Linked DNA regions of Arabidopsis thaliana: region 2 is linked to region 1. The links are chromatin contacts, called in public capture Hi-C maps. All regions are on one chromosome and are shown on one strand. The core of a region is the stretch at or near the end of the contact, and the rest is flanking DNA. Distances in the headings are between cores, read along the strand shown. Region 1 holds the start of XTH31 (xyloglucan endo-transglycosylase-related 8). Region 2 holds the start of AT3G45820.

Region 1 (2,700 bases), core at 4-2,503:
ATCTAAAATTTTTTTGTTTACTCTATATTTTCATAAACTGCTACGTTAGGAAATATGTGTCTATATCACCTATCAAGTCAAATTAACTATAACGTCAAAAAGAAAAAGGTCGAACTAACCATAATTTCAACTCTCGACTTATCCTGAATACATATTATAATTATATAAAGAAATACAAATCCCTTTTTCCAATAAATTACAAGATCCGTTAGCAAGAAAATAAAAAAAATTGTGGATTGATTTACATGCAAATTTTTATAAACTTTTTGAGTTGAGATTTATTAATAAACTATTAGATTTTTAAAAGCTATGAAGCTACATTGGATTGATCTAGTTTCTTATCCATGCATGTGACCTCCGCTATGAAATTGACCAAACATGTTACATCTTCGACTTTATCCTAATTTAAAAAAAAAAAAAAAACAGAAACCAAAATGAAATGGGTTAAAATTTATAATAACAAAGATAATGTCATTTTTTTATTTGGCCGCAAAAAGTGTCATTTTCTTATGTGAAAGCATATATATATATAATTTTTTTTTCTAGATCATTAAAATGGGCATGTTCATTGCACTCTATTTATTTTCGATACGTCCTCATTCTTTTCATTTAAAAAATAAATATATTAATGCTTTTGAACCGACAGTTTTTTACATGACATTACTAAAACTGCAAAAGTAAGTTACAGTCAAATATTTGTTTAGTCCATACTATACTATTAGAACCATGTTTATTTGATTTAAAACCATTGAGAATTTTTGGATGACAACGTTATTCTTAGAAAATTAAAGTTACTAAATACTCCCACTTAATATTTAGTAGTAGAAAAACTTATTCCACTTTTAGTTTCTTCAACGAATTTGTTTATGGTCTTAGCCTCGTAGGTAGATCCGGAATAAATGGGTAAAAGCTGGTTTCCTTCCGTTGTTTCACTTAATAGGTAGAGGTAGAGGAACAAAATCTCTTTGAATGACGTGATAGGAGCACAATAGAACTAGTTGTACTTGTACGGTTATACTTTCAAAAAAGAAAAAACCATAGTTCAAATATCATCTCTATATAGGAATTTGGTTTTTATAATATATTCCTCAATTTCCTTTTCTTGAATTTTTCATTTTCGTACTTAGTTTTCTTTGTTAAATAATATTTTATGTAAGTTTTTTTTTTGATAAAAAAATATATGAAGTAAGTTGACATTAAATGTTTCATATTTTGACATGGGATCAATCCAAGAGGCCCATCCAATTGACGGATAACAGTCACTCACTCCTATAACTGTCGGACCCGCATCACTCTCTATTTATACACACCTGCCTTCTCTCACTTTTCTTCATTCATTTCATACATATTTGTCTCTCTTAAATGTGTTTATTTCCCCTTTTGTAGTAACCACTCAAAAGGTTTTACTTCACTCAAAAATGGCTTTGTCTCTTATCTTTCTAGCTCTCTTAGTGTTGTGCCCTAGTAGTGGTCACAGCCAACGTTCTCCTTCACCGGGATACTACCCGAGTTCCCGAGTACCGACTTCACCTTTTGATCGTGAATTCCGTACTTTATGGGGCTCTCAACACCAACGTAGAGAGCAAGACGTTGTCACTCTTTGGCTCGACAAATCCACTGGTCTTTTTCTTTCTTTACTTTTTTCGTTTTCAACCAAATTTGAGTCCATGTTATAAAATGCACTAAGAGATTATATGCTATTCATTATGAACAGACCATTAAAATTAATGAATGTACTGATTAGAATCAATTTAGTAAGTGGTGATAACTTTGTCAAACCTCACTCAAGTTTCTAGTGTTATTTAATACACTGCACGACTTGTAGGACTGTGTCGGTAGCTTATATTTATTATTTTTATTCCCAATTAGTTATTTTAATCATACTATCATTTATAATAATCATTTTTGTCGTATGTAATAAATTGATTTTATTGACTAATTAAATATGAGCATGAACAGGGAGTGGGTTCAAGTCTCTTCGTCCATACCGGTCGGGCTACTTTGGTGCTTCCATTAAGCTCCAACCAGGCTTCACTGCTGGAGTGGATACATCCCTCTATGTATGCATATGATCGAACTGATTAATTAACCACCTAATAATTATGTTGTTAAAGGGTTACTAAATTTCAAATTCTAACAATTTTTCGATCTTTAGCTCTCAAACAACCAAGAGCATCCTGGAGACCACGATGAGGTCGATATCGAGTTTCTAGGGACAACGCCAGGGAAGCCTTATTCCCTTCAAACGAATGTCTTCGTTAGGGGAAGTGGCGACCGAAATGTCATTGGAAGAGAAATGAAATTTACCTTGTGGTTTGACCCTACTCAAGATTTTCACCATTACGCAATTTTGTGGAACCCTAACCAAATTGTGTAAGTCAAGAATTCTTATGTTAAGTATACGCATTTTCTAGTTGTTTGATATACTAACTTGGACGATTTTTTCATGTATAAAGATTCTTTGTAGACGATGTACCGATACGTACATATAATAGAAAGAATGAAGCTATATTCCCCACAAGACCGATGTGGGTTTACGGATCGATATGGGATGCATCGGACTGGGCCACAGAAAATGGAAGGATCAAAGCCGACTATCGATACCAACCATTTGTGGCTAAGTACAAAAACTTTAAGCTAGCGGGATGCACAGCGGATAGCTCTAGCTCATGCAGACCGCCATCGCCTGCACCCATGCGC
Region 2 (2,700 bases), core at 181-2,680, 390 kb before region 1:
GGACCCATAAAATGTTCAGAAATTGGTTCTCCATCTCTTGAAGATTTGTGTTTCTTTCCAGGCCTTGAATATCCAGGTTTCTCACGGTCTCGTCGAGAACCCATTCCAAAGAGTGGATCCTGATCATCATCGTCAATATTATCTTCTGAACCATACCTCTGCCTAACGAGAGAAGAGGGGTTGTATGCAGAATTCATACCATACCCATTATAACCTGTAGCATATGGCCCAACAGACGTTTTAGCAAAAGGAAACTTCGGTTTTGACTTCGGTTTACCATATAAATCCTGTTCTACAGCCGCCAGCTGCCGCCTAGGAAATTCCAAACCTGAATCAACACCATAACCAGCATGACGGGCCAATTTCTTTTGCGTAGACTTCCTATCCTTTCCCTTTCTTCCCCAAGGCTTATCAAAAGGTTCGTCCTTCTCTGATGAATCATCCTCAAAATCATCCTTTTTCTCACGCATCAGAGTCTTTTGGCTTTTCACAATATTCAGGACACGGAGCTTCTCATCGATACTATACCCTTTACAACTTGTCCAAGCATCCCTCGTCTGACAAAGATTCACCACCATGTCATTATGATACTTCCTCAAACTATGATAATGTTTGGTTCGTAGAAACAAACTACGTCCTTCAAGATAAAGCGTATTCCTGGGTTCACACTGCCCACCCTTCAACATATCAAACAGTTTCTTAACAGGACTACCAAAGTGGAAATTGCAACCCTCGAAAAGCTCTTTCAAAGTACGCATAAACGTAAGCTGATCAACATCAGGTAGATAACTCGAGAGACTAAACCTCTCTTTCTCAGTGAGACACTCATTCCAAACATCAACAGAGAGTATATCTTCAAGACTAGGGAGATCATACAACTCAAAAGGAATACTACAAGTAACATTCCCAACTTGACAAAACTCAGCACCAGTTTCCGCCAATTCAAGCAAATCAAAATCATCAGAACCTGCTCCAGAATCATCTTCATCAAAATCATCATCTTCATCCTCCGAATCAACATTATTCACCACTGAGTTTTTACGTCTTTCTTCGTAACTTGACATAGAATCACCACTACCATGAGAGTACTCTAGATCAAACCTCGAAACCTTGACGTTACTCTTCTCGATCGCCATCACCACATAACAAAACCCCCAATTCCACTCAACAGAAACAGTCCTATGATTCTTTAACCCTAAACACAAACGCAAAGCCCAGAACACAAAATAAAAATCAAAACTTTAGAAAATCGAATAAGAAAAAACAAAAACTTTACAGTACCAATTGAATCAAAATCAAAGATTTTCGATGAATTATGATCGGAAGTACCTTAATTGTCACCAAAATTGAACAAAATTGAAGCTTTTAGGACTCTGCTTCAGCAAAATAGAAGAAGTTGTTCGAGGAGGAAGAAAAAAGGAAAAGAGAGATGAATCTGGAGGAAACCCTAGAGAAGGAACCGTATAAATAACGCGATAAACTTAAAGGAGGAGGAGAAGACGGTGACGGAGAGAGAGAGGGTTGATGAAGAAGACGAAGGTGACGTGGAAGGAAGCATAGCCGTCAGATTAGTGAAGGTTATGTGAAAAGACGAAAAAGGGTAAAGCCACAGAGACTTAGGGCATAGTAGGACGAAGAAGACGGTGAAATTACAACAAGGAAAAAAAAAAGTTTTTGGGAAAGAGAGTGGAAGAGACGGTCCGAGTTTATGTTTTGAGTCGACTCGGAGCGAGTTGATACGAGAAGAGAGACGAGTCCTCGTGGCACACTCTACTACGACGTCGTTTTCAAACTTACTTTTGCCTTTTTATAAAAACATTTATTTTGGTCAACTAAAAAAACAAAAATTAAACTATAACCATATTTAAACTCATATTGGCTCTCTTCTCTTTCTACAATCTTTCGAGAGGAAGGCTTCTGGTAATCGTTTTTTTGTATTTCCGGTTCCGATGTAGTCCGGATCTTGTATATTTTCTCGTCTTTGTACGAGACAAAGAAATTCCGATTTCTAATCGGATATTTTGTCTACCGGTTATCACCGGTCTTTTCTTTCGCATCTAGCGGGATCGATCTCCATGTCATCTTTGCTCATCCATTGATTTCGCGGTTTTTCTTCCAAGATCTCTGTTTTCTCCCTTTACTCGAGGAGTAAAATCTTTATCACTTCCGTTTGCTCAAGATGCACGAGCAAAGTTGGACTCAGATTACATCAATTTGGGTGTAATCGGTGATGAAGCTTCCCCGAAATCGGTGATATCAAGAGATTTTTGAAGCAGTTTCAACAATTCAATCTGATAGATTTCGATGCTTTTCGTTTGGACAGGAGATCGGCGGAAGGGAGGAGAGTTTATCCATCGCCTTACAGGTAGCTGGTGGTGGCTGACCGGAGTTCGGCGATGTCCGGCGAGTTGATGACGGTGCGTTTTGACATCCGACGCGTGGATTGGAGGAGTACACGTCTCTACACGTGTTGGCTGCTAAATTAGGTTTTACTTTGGGCCGTTATATTCGCTTGTATCTTTATTGGGCTTTATCCCTTCTGTAAATTGCCCTCTGGACTTATGAATACAATACTTAGCCGACAAAAAAAAAAAAAAACTCATACTGAAGCAACCATTAATAGCATTTACATTTACTTATAATTTTCATTAAAAAGTTTATTTATGGATATTCGATGACACTTTGCCAAAAAAATATAAA

What was found. Capture Hi-C pulls out chosen DNA fragments and counts their contacts.
Region 2: a capture Hi-C map of root shows a contact between it and region 1, with 3 times the contacts expected there. A contact is called at or near these places in 3 of 26 Hi-C or Micro-C datasets (root, rosette leaf and seed embryo) and 1 of 3 other capture datasets (root).

What each region holds. Positions count from the first base shown.
Region 1 is chr3:16,447,397-16,450,096 of TAIR10.1, reverse strand. XTH31 (xyloglucan endo-transglycosylase-related 8) reads left to right here and starts at 1,253. Exons shown (of 4, transcript NM_114368.3): 1 at 1,253-1,620; 2 at 1,960-2,060; 3 at 2,156-2,373; 4 at 2,457-2,700. The coding sequence starts at 1,419.
Region 2 is chr3:16,839,713-16,842,412 of TAIR10.1, reverse strand. It overlaps AT3G45820, which reads left to right and starts at 1,430. Exons shown (of 4, transcript NM_114451.1): 1 at 1,430-1,461; 2 at 1,520-1,577; 3 at 2,062-2,250; 4 at 2,324-2,383. The coding sequence starts at 1,430. The coding sequence ends at 2,383. It overlaps AT3G45830 (nuclear factor kappa-B-binding-like protein), which reads right to left and starts at 1,761. Exons shown (of 3, transcript NM_001339221.1): 1 at 1,330-1,761; 2 at 1-1,195. The coding sequence starts at 1,136.